Linked DNA regions of Ovis aries: region 2 is linked to region 1. A link is a contact called in public Hi-C data. All regions are on one chromosome and are shown on one strand. The core of a region is the stretch at or near the end of the contact, and the rest is flanking DNA. Distances in the headings are between cores, read along the strand shown. Region 1 holds the start of MCF2L (MCF.2 cell line derived transforming sequence like). Region 2 overlaps TMEM255B (transmembrane protein 255B).

Evidence for each region. Hi-C and Micro-C count contacts between places; a contact is called where the count stands out from the background.
Region 2: a contact with region 1 is called in a Hi-C map of liver, with 4 times the contacts expected there. The contact joins the enhancer-like site here to the promoter of MCF2L in region 1. A contact is called at or near these places in 3 of 16 Hi-C or Micro-C datasets (liver, muscle and tail adipose tissue).

What each region holds. Positions count from the first base shown.
Region 1 is chr10:85,738,247-85,743,247 of ARS-UI_Ramb_v3.0, forward strand. It overlaps MCF2L (MCF.2 cell line derived transforming sequence like), which reads left to right and starts at 2,313. Exons shown (of 34, transcript XM_042255086.2): 1 at 2,313-2,381.
Region 2 is chr10:86,128,099-86,133,099 of ARS-UI_Ramb_v3.0, forward strand. It overlaps TMEM255B (transmembrane protein 255B), which reads left to right. Exons shown (of 9, transcript XM_027973884.3): 9 at 1,540-1,868. The coding sequence ends at 1,686. Among named protein-coding and RNA genes, the nearest start is that of TMEM255B, 23 kb to the left of the region's middle. Within about 2 kb of position 1,998, at least 7 of the 54 cell types and tissues checked have an H3K27ac peak or open chromatin away from gene starts, as enhancers often do. A contact at or near this core is called in liver, where this site is marked.

The sequences.
Region 1 (5,001 bases), core at 1,063-3,562:
CGCCTGGACAAGGTGAACTGCGCAGCGGCCAGCGTGGGCCTGGGGCCACATTGCTGCCTGAATAAACCCCAGGCTGGAGGCTCAGGGCCCCGCCCGCCCGCCCAGCAGCATTCCTTGGAGACTGGTGGTGGCCCTGCCTTTGGCTTCCCAGAGGAAAGCCGTGGGGCAGGGTCGGCCAGCAGCCAAGAAACGAGCCCCGAGGAGCTGCAGCTCAGGATGGGCGGGCGGGGAGGTCATGGCTGCTGCAGCCTGGGGCGCCCGTGTCTCCCCCAGCAGGTTGCCCCTCTGAGGCCCCAGGTACGTGGGAGGAAACCCCCTTTCATGCCCCAGGGTCACCTCAGAACTCCAGAGGACCAGGCCCCCCCTCAGCCTCCTGCATGCCCCACCTGACCTGGACCCAGAGGGCAGAGGCAGGCGCTGAGAGGCTCAGGGGACCCCCGGCTATTGGGAGCGGGGTGGCACCCCACTCGGGTTTCACATGTGCGCTCTGTCGCTTCCATCCATCCAACCCTCTGCGACCCCGTGGGCTGTAGCCCACCAGGCTGCTCTGTGCATGGGATTCTCCAGGCAAGAATGCGGTGGGGGGGTGATCTTCCCAACCCAGGGATCGAACCCAAGTCTCCTGCCTTGCAGGCAGATTCTTTACCCATTGAGCCACTTGGGATTACTTCCTGTAACACAGACTTCTTTGTGGGAGCGAGAGGCTTTCCACAGAGGAATTCACCTCAAACAGCGAAGTCCCCAACTCCCTGAAGGGCCAAGGGCACGGTAACCAGGCAGAGACGCAGCCCCAGGCCCGAGGGGTCTCCAGGCCGCCTACCCACCTCTGCCCACGCCCTCGGGAGCGGTTGACCCCAGCGGGAGCAGAAGGTCCTCCGCAGAGCCCTCCCAGAGCCCTGATTGTGATGGTGATCCCCCAAGCCTCCAGAGCTGCACAAAGGCCTGGCCTGGCCCTCTGGGCCCCTGGCCAGCAGGGCGCCCCGGGCTTTTGTTCTGGGATTCGCCTTGGAGTCGGAAGACTTGAATCAGCACCAGCCGTCTCTGAGCGCACAGGCGTCTTGGGCCTTTGTCCTCCGCGTCCTCCTGGGCCAGTGACCACGTCCCAAGGCTGGAGGCCTCCCTGCCGTGGGAGAGGCTCTCCGGTCCCAGTGCTTGTGGCCGAGGTGGGGCTTGGGACCCTCCGCGGGACGCGCACCTGGGGGCAGTGCCGGGCCTGCAGACCTGACCGGGGTCGTGGGGTCACTGAGCGCTGCCCATCCTCCGGGCAGGCCGGCCGGGCGCCCCCCTCTGGCCCTCAGGGCTCCAGCGACACTCAGCACGGCCCCTGGAGAGCACCCCCAGGACCCCGGGTCCCTGCGGTCACGGGAAAGGCCCCACCGAGCGGGTCAGGCCCCCACGCCCGCACATCCACCCGGCCCTCAGAGGAGAGGCCCCTGCCTCCGCCCTGACTCTGCCAGGGTCCTGGGGCCTTCCCATCCCCGCTCGCTCCGGGAAGGAAGCCGTCCATCTGAGGAAGGTCCTGCCTTCGCTTCGCTGTCCACTCAGGCCAGCCTCCTCCCCGCGGCAGCCCTGCCTCTGAGCGTGTGCAGGGTCCTGTCCACTCGGCAGCCCTGGCTCAGCCGTGCCCACCACCTGGGGGGCGTTGGCTAAGCGGGGGGCTGACGGGGAGGCCATGCCGGGTGGTGGGGACCGCACTTGGAGGAGGAAAGCCCTGCAGAGGCTGGCACACCCTCCCCTCAGGCCTGGAGGGGCGCCCCGGGGCGGGTATGGGGCTCCTGGCGTGGGGCCCCCTGGAGCCTTGGGGTTGTGCCTACTGCCCTCCCGACAGGGCTCTGTGCTGGCCTTCCTCCGATTTCCCGGTGTCGCCCACAGAATGCAGACGTTTGAAAGCGCCAGCTAAAATAAAGTTTACACCTAGAGCAACACTGGGGACGTGTCAGCCTGCGCGCCTCAACTTCCCGAGTTCTACTGGGGAACTTGAGTTTCCCTGAACAAGGGGGACCCACAAGGGAGAAGACCGGTCCCTTCCCTTTTCTTGCAAAAAAGGGGGCCCCCCCCCCGCAGCTGCACGGCCCTGCCCTGGGGCCTGCACACCCCGAGCCCAGACAGCAGACCGCCTGCTCCGTGCAGGCGGAGCGGTGGCGGTGATGGGGACCCACGCTGCGGGGCGGGGCCGGGCGCCTCCCCGCCCCCTCCCTCGGCGCAGACCCTCAGCCGTCCTCCCTGGCGCTCCGCCCTCTCCCTCCGCGCGGTCCCCTCCCCCACCGTCCTCGCCGCCGCCCCGCAGCCCTCCCCCTCCCCTCCCCTCCCCCAGGCCGGGGAGGAGGGGCGTCCGCGCACCTGCGGGTGGAGGACCGGGCCGGGAGGACGTCCCACGGCAGGTGTGTGGGGGCGGGAAGCGTGGGCGGTGAGCGCGGGTGGGGGGGGCGGGGAGGGCCCGGGAGAGGGGCCGACGGAGGAGGGTGGGGGGCGTGGACTCAGCGTCCCGGAGGCCGGTGCCGGGTCTGCGTGCTCCGATCGCCTCCGTGACCGGTCTGCGCGCTCCAATCGCGTCCCGCCCGCGTGCGACCCCAGCGAGCCCCGGGACCGGCCGGGGCGGAGCGGGGCCGCTGCGCGGTGTCCAGGGGCCGCCGCCAGAGCGGGAGCGCGGGCTCCACGTGCGGGACGCCCCCCACTGTCGGGCCGGGGTCCTCCCGCCGGACAGGTGTCACTGCCCGGCCCCTCCCAGGGCCGCACCCTGGCGTCCAGACCCCCAGCAGGCGCCGGGCCAGGCGGGGCCGCTGAGGGCGGCTGGCTGAACCTGGGCTTCCCGGCCCGTCTGGCTGTTTTGCTTTTCAAACTGGCAGCGGAAAAGTGAGACTCAGCAGTTTAAAAACAAGGCCCTTTGCTCTTTCAGCCCTAAACGGTGTTCCTGCTAGTTTTTAAAAACCACCTTCTGCTCTCTGCAGCGCTGGCCGCTTAAACAGGAGCCTGCTCCAGCTGGCCGGAAGGAGACTTTTCTGGAGCAGGTGCAGCCTCTTAGCTTTAAAGCTTCCCACCCTGCCCCTAAGGGACCTCCAGCCTGCCCTGGACAGGGAAGGGGTTAAGGTGACCCTGAGGCTGGGCAGGATGTGTGGGGGCGGCCGTGGGAGGCCGCAGGATGCGTGACCACTGGGAGGGGCCAGGCCACAAAAATAGATGTGTGTCCGGGGGTGCTGGCGCTGGAGCTGTGAGTCCCTCCCAGGGGACGGGGGACCCCACTGGACAGGTAGGTGAGGGGTGGCCCCCTGAGGGAGACCTCGCGGTGGAGGGTCTCCTAAAGTGCAGATCTGACCCAGTGGCCGGCCCAGAGCGGGTTCGGGGACCTGAGTTCTGAGCTTTGCTCCCAGCTCCTGGACCCGCTGCGGCGGGGGGCCGGACAGGCAGATGCTGCCCGTGGGCCCAGGTGGGCGGCCAGGAGGGCAGGTGCTCCGGGTGAGTCAGTCCAGAGGGGCAGGAAGAGGGGCTTGGCTGTGTTTCAGCACTTGAGTCCCTCAGGGCGGGGTGCACCCCCCAGGCCCCAGGCTCACCGTCTGGCCAGGACCTGGACGCAGCTGTGGCCTTGGCACCTCCACCTGTGACGGCCCCCCGGCGGCGATCCAGGGGAAGGCTGGCGAGAGTGGCGGGCCTTCCGCGCCAGAAGCCTGGGCACCACTCTCCTCGTGACTGACCCCAGCTCTGGGCGCCTTTCTCTCCGGGAGACCCACGGATCAGGAGGAGGGCGCAGGGGCCACCTGTTTGCGGAGCTCAGCGCTCTGAGGACACCTCTGCCCCATCCGCAGCCTGAAGCCCGTCCTTCTCCCGAGTCGGAGCCTCTTCCCTCCCAGCCCTGCCACTGCCAGGCGCCTTCTGACCTCGGGCTGTGGCTGGAATTGGCGTCCGGATCACCATTCAGGCTGTTTCTGCGTTTGGGGCTCAGCTGTGAAGCTGGGAGATTTACCTGGGAAGCAGCATCTTGGTGATTGGAAGCGGGATGAAGGTCGCTGGGACGGAAGAGCTTCCTGCCGTTAGGAACTCACATACCTTTCGTAAAAAGGCGTAAAGCCAGAAGTTGAGAGGGAGGTTCCTGGAGCGTTTGTGTGAACGGGGTAAACTGCTCTGGTGGTGGCACCTGGCCATCAGCCTAGCTGATCTGCTGCTAAGAGGCTCCGGGAGAAGAGGAGCAGTGAGGAGACAACCACTCTGCTCCACACTCAGCTCAGCCTCTCGTTCTCAGATCCACTCATTCCACCCTCGCCGGAGCCCCGGAGAGCCGGGGTGACGCTCTTCCCTGACAGGCGGGAGATGCTGGCTGAGTGCCAGCCGCAACCTGGACCTGCCTGAGGGTCTGGAGCCGCTCAAGGGATGCTCGGTCCACTCCTCCCTGGAGAAGGCGGGTGGCGGCCAAGCCCGCTCCCAGAGAAGGCACGCTGTGTGGTCAGCGTGGGGTGGCCGGCCGGACCGCCCAGCCACCCATGGAGCCTGTGCTCCGGTACCTTCCCCTCGGGGACGCCGTGCCCTTTTCCTCTGGGCCTCCCCAAGTAAAACGTTCGGGACTTCAAGCCCGCGACAGTCTCCTGGACACCCTGTGGCCGTTACCGAGGAACTCTTGGAAACCCAGAGCCGGACCTCGACTCTGTGGCCAGAAGCACCTCATCCAGCATCAGGCAGCGCCGTCGTCCCCAGGAAACCGGACGCCGTCCCCAGGAAACCAGACGCCTCCCCCAGAACCTCCCAGCATCCCTGCGGAGCCCAAAGGACCAGTCGCTACGCAGCTCCTCGGAGGTGACCCAGGAGTGGCCCAGGGCTCATCTGCAGAGCTTGCGCCCCAGTGGGTAACGTCAGTGTGGGTGTAGGTCACTGCTGGGGGCGTTCAGTCTGATCTGTTCAAAAGCGAGGAACTGTATTCAAATTACCGAGTTGAGCAACCACAGACATCGGAAAAAGTCAAATAGGAAGGTGCAGGTGGGGACAGTGAAGAGCGTAGCTGACCAGCGCCGAGCG
Region 2 (5,001 bases), core at 748-3,247, 390 kb after region 1:
TTGCCTCTGCGGTCCCCACTGGTTTCCTCTGTGGTCCCCACTGGTTTCCTCTGCGGTCCCCACTGGCTTCCTCTGCGGTCCCCACTGGCTTCCTCTGCGGTCCCCACTGGTTTCCTCTGCGGTCCCCACTGGCTTCCTCTGCGGTCCCCACTGGTTTCCTCTGCGGTCCCCACTGGTTTCCTCTGCGGTCCCCACTGGCTTCCTCTGCGGTCCCCACTGGTTTCCTCTGCGGTTCCCACTGGCTTCCTCTGCGGTTGGTGTGGTTTACTCCCTGCTTCTCTCAGCGGCTCGTTTCCAATGAAGAACAGAGCACACACGTGCGCAGTGGGAGCGGGGGTCCCCACAGACCTGAGAGGATGTTCTCTAGAGATTTCCTCTGTCATCCGAGGTCAGAAAGAAGTGTGAATTTGAGAGAGAGAAAGCAACAGAGGTGGGCAGGGGCCCAGGGCCCTTGGATCCTAGAGCCCCCTTAGAGGGTCTCCAGGAGGAGGGGCAGGCAGGCGGGTGCCCCCTGGCCCTGGGCTCCTGATGGGTGGAGTGCAAGGACCCACGCAGCCCCACTGCAGGCCAGAGCCTGCATGCCCTCACTTTGTCCCGTCACAGAAGGGGTTGCTTTCTTTACTTACTTAATGTTGGTTTTAATCAGGCATTTCTAACCATTAGAAGTTAAGAAAAAAGAGAGAAATTTAAGAGGTTTGTTGGCTGGTGGAAAAAAAACTGGAAGTTTTATTTGTTTAAAAGCTGTGCCGTGCCCCAACGTTCTCTTTGCAGGATTGCTTGGCATCTAGGTGTGTTAGTGTGGGTGGTCCTGAGACGCAGAGCCAGTGGCGTGTCTGCACAGAGGAGACACACAGAAAGATGTATTTATAGATGGAGGCGGCACACGGACAGACTCACAGGGAGAGAAACGAGAGCTAGAGGAAGAGAGCCCGAAATCTGTAGGGCAGGCCGCAGGCTGGAGCCCCGGGAAGAATGGGTTTGCGACTGAAGGCACCTCGAGGCGGGATTCCCCCTGCTTGGGACCTCAGGCATTCCTCTTCGACTGATCGGATGAGGCCCAACTGCAACAGAGAGTGTAATCTGCTGGTCCACATGCTCATCACAGCTACAGAGCACCCTGAGGATGACATCTGGACGGCAGTGTGGCGCCTGGGCACTGCCCGCAGTCTAGCCAAGTTGGTGCATAAAATTAGCCATCACACACTATGGAGAACGTTGGTGTTCCTGGTTTCCCTTAACATACGGAGCTTGAGTGAGCCCGGGGCCCCAAACGAGCTGGGCAGCCTTTCCCTGGGGCAGGGTTCACGTGTCCGAGCGTCCAGTGGCAGGTGGTCGACGGCCACCCTTCTGGGTGTTGAGACCAGTGTCCCGCAGGCACAGTGGGGGCCCCCCGGGGCTGAATCAGGGCCTTCTGTGGCCCCTGGGAACTCAGCCTCATCAGGAAGCAGTCACCGCCTACGGGCCTGGGCCTGGGGGCTGAGCCCAGGTGGGCTCTGAGGGGCTCCCGCGGGCTGAGGACGCTTTTCTGTTTGATTGCAGCTGCCCGGTGGCTTCGCGGCCTCACCCGGCTCCGACCTCCCTCTGCCCGAGGACTCGCAGCCTCAGTCCAGCTCCAGCTGCCGGCACCCCATCAGCGTCCCCACCCACCTCCTCGCTGGGGAGAAGCCCCCTCCCTACACACCGTGATGCAGAGGGCGTAGATGGGAAGCAGTAGTTTGGTCTGTTCAAAGCAGCCCCCTCCCCACGGTGGCCGCCTCCTGGAGACCCTCCTGCAGACCCTCCTGCAGACCCCCCTGGCTCATCTGTGCAGGAGAGGCCAGGACCATGCGTAGGACCCCAGTGGTGAGGCCACTCCGCCCGCCCCCCCCCCCCCCCCCCCCCGTGAGACCACACCCCCAGCTGAGCTAAAATTCCCGCTGGAGGGGCGGGGCCTCGCCGCTTACAGAGCAGTTATCTTTCTCTTCCGCGCTCCTCCCCCGTCTCGTCGTCATGCACCATACCGAAGGCAGTGTGGCTGTGCGCGGTGAGGGCCGCTTCCCAGCAGACGTGCTATTCCCAGGGAGGGCAGGGCGGCCACCCTCAGCGCGGCCCTCCTGGTGCGCATCTGCCCAAGGGAAGTCCTCCCGGCTTGAGTATAAGCTCCGTCCACGGCCTGGGAAGGCCGGGGGTCCGCGTGGGCTCTGCTCCAGTGGTGTCCTGGGGTTGGGGGGCGGCGAGCTCCTGGGGCTGCGTCTGTCCGACTGTCAGCCCCCGGGGTGTCCAGCAGGGCCGGGTCTGCCTCTCGGCGGGGAGACCCCACGTGGGCCCCCAGCTGTAGCGCAGGCGCCCCTGAGATGCCGGCTCTCTGCTGAGAAACCCCTGCAGGGGCCGCCTGGGAGCAGCTGTGCCCGCGGCCAGACACGCCTGGGAAGCAGGTGAGCGCAGGCCTCGAGCTGCTGCAGGCCCGAGTCCCCGCTTACAGCCCCAGGAAAGGGGGCGGGGAGGAGCGGGGGCGGGGCGGGGGGAGGGGAGGTGGCCGGGTCAGCAAGACGCGGTCTCCGGCGCCCCCTACCGGCGGGGACGCAGTTCCGTCCAGCAGACCCGGTCCAGCCCCACGTTCAGGACGGTCCTTGCGGCTCCCTCTTCCGAGCTGTGGATGCGTCCCTACCGCAGGAGGGACCCGTGCAGTGGCCCCGGGGTGAGTGGGCAGGGCGGGGGGGGGGCACGGACTCCCTGGCCCTCTCCCCCCCGTCCGCCGTCAGCAGTGTTGTCTACCGGAAAGAGGTATATCGCTTCATTGAAAACATTTTCTTGCTGAAAAATACCTAAACAACCACAATAGTAACATCAAAGCCCACTGATCAGCAGTCACTATACAGCTATGATAATAAAGAGTTTGAGACATCACAGGAATTACTGAAATGGGACACGGAGACACGAAGTCAGCAAACGCTGCTGGGAAAGTGTGCCAGCAGGCTCCCCCAGCTCAGGGTGGCCGCAAACCTTCAGTCTGTAGCAGCAGCAAAAAGGGCAGTGTGTGCAAACCGCGGTCGAGCGAACGCGCCGGTGTTTTGTCAGATGTGGGCTCGAGAGCCCCGTGTTGCGGGTGGGCCCAGCCCAGCGCTGGCCTTGTGGCCTCTGCGGGCAGGACGCGGCCCCACCCCAGACTGTCCTGGAATTTCAGCTCCAAAGGTTGCAAACCCAGCAACCTCATCAATTTGGAATTTTAGCTCAAAGTCATTGTGACCAATCCTGTTAATTCTTTGACTCGCTTCGGGCATATTGTTAAAAAACAAACCCAGCGAAGTTTAGGCACAGGAATTCCATCGGCTGCGATGGACCCTGTGGCCGCTGAGAAGCAGCGTGTAGGCTTTGAAACATCCTTCACTTGGCTGGCTGGCTGGCTGAGGACTTAGCCTCTCTGCAAAGCTGTCCCTTCTGGGGGCGTCATGTCACGATGGCAGGCGTTTGGGGCCTGGAGAGGCTGAGTGTACGCCCTGAGCCCCAGGGCGGGTGCCCCCGTGCCCAAGGCGGGCTCTTGCAGGATGAGTCTGGCCCAGCCCTGAGACTTGGGCAGGTCATTTTCCACCAAAGAAACCTGGTTTGAACATCACGAGACCCAATGGCGTTTGAGAGGAGACTTCACAGGGCTGTGTTTCCCTGCCTAGACTGCAGAGAACACGGAGACTGCTCTGTTTCTGAGGCTCACAGGGACCAAACGGGCCTTGTTTAGGGCGAGGAAGGTCGTCTTACTACGCACGACACCCAACAGCCCCTTCGGGTCCCCAGCTCTGCTCCAGCCCAGCAGGTGCCCCTGCGGTCTGGGTGCTGGGCAGGGAAGGAAGAGGGCGTCCGGACCGCAGCTGGGGACGAACTGCCGTCCTCTCCCTAACGTGAGCCATCCTCATCACAAAGGCAAGGAGACAAACTCCTGACTTTGCAAAAGTTACACATATAAATTTAGGGGCTTTTCATAAAGAGTTTCATAGTCACGGAGACGTTTATTTATGTTGAGGAGTATGTCAGGGTGTTGGTCTCAAGCCAGGAGTCATCGAGTGACCCCAGTGGGCTGAGGACCAGGGCCCAGCTCCTCCCTCCCCACTGCAGGCACGCCTGGCTTCCTGCCGTCCAGGGGAAGCGGCCAGGAGCCCCCTCCCCAGCCCCTCCACGTGTGTCTGCTCACTTCGCCTCATGTCAGGCGAGGTCCTGTCGCCCTGCCTTGCCTCGTGGCATCTGTCCCCGCTTACTGGGGACACCTGGTGGACCTTGCAGGCACTTAGGGCTCTGCGTGTGTGGTGCCCAGGGGCCTGCTCGAGATCAGGGCGTGCCCATCCAGTTGCCCTCCCCGCTCGCCGCCCTGCATGCATCAAAGAGCGACACCGACCACACCTCACAGTCCTGGAGGGACAAGCGCTCCTCGGAGCCAGAGGGACTCCAGGAGGAGTCCTTCCTGTCCGGGGGTCCTTAATTTCACGTACTCGGTGTTTTGGGTTCAAAGTGCAGAGACAAATGATGTGTAAACGCCTGCAGCTGTGTTGCTTGAACGTGAATTCTGGGCGCAGGGCTGTGGGTCAGCACGAGGGCCTCCTGGTCTGCCTACAGCTGCCTTGGGCTCCGTGTTGCGGTGTGAAAGCACCTTTACGTGCCCATTGTCATTGCTCCTGGAAGTGTCGGTCATGGTGGGGATGCTGCCTGATCCCAGGAGCTTCTGCGGCCGCGAGGCTAGAGCCACTGGGGGGAGGGCCTGCCTCCCTGGAGCCCTGGCGTTGGCGCCAGCGCAGCTGCTCCCCTGCGGGGCACTGGCATCCTGCCCTTTGGGGGCATCTGACCTGGTGCCCACCCTGCCAGGCAAGAGCAGGAGAGGAGAGGAGACAGGACGTCAGGGCCGAGCCCCAGAGCTGCTCTTGTGAGGGGTCGGCCCAGCGCTTCCAGAGGGAGGGGCGCCGCACCTGAGCAGAAACCCCGTGTCCACGGGCTGGGCGGTGCTTGAGACCAGGAAGTTCTCTTTCCTCTCTGCCTTTG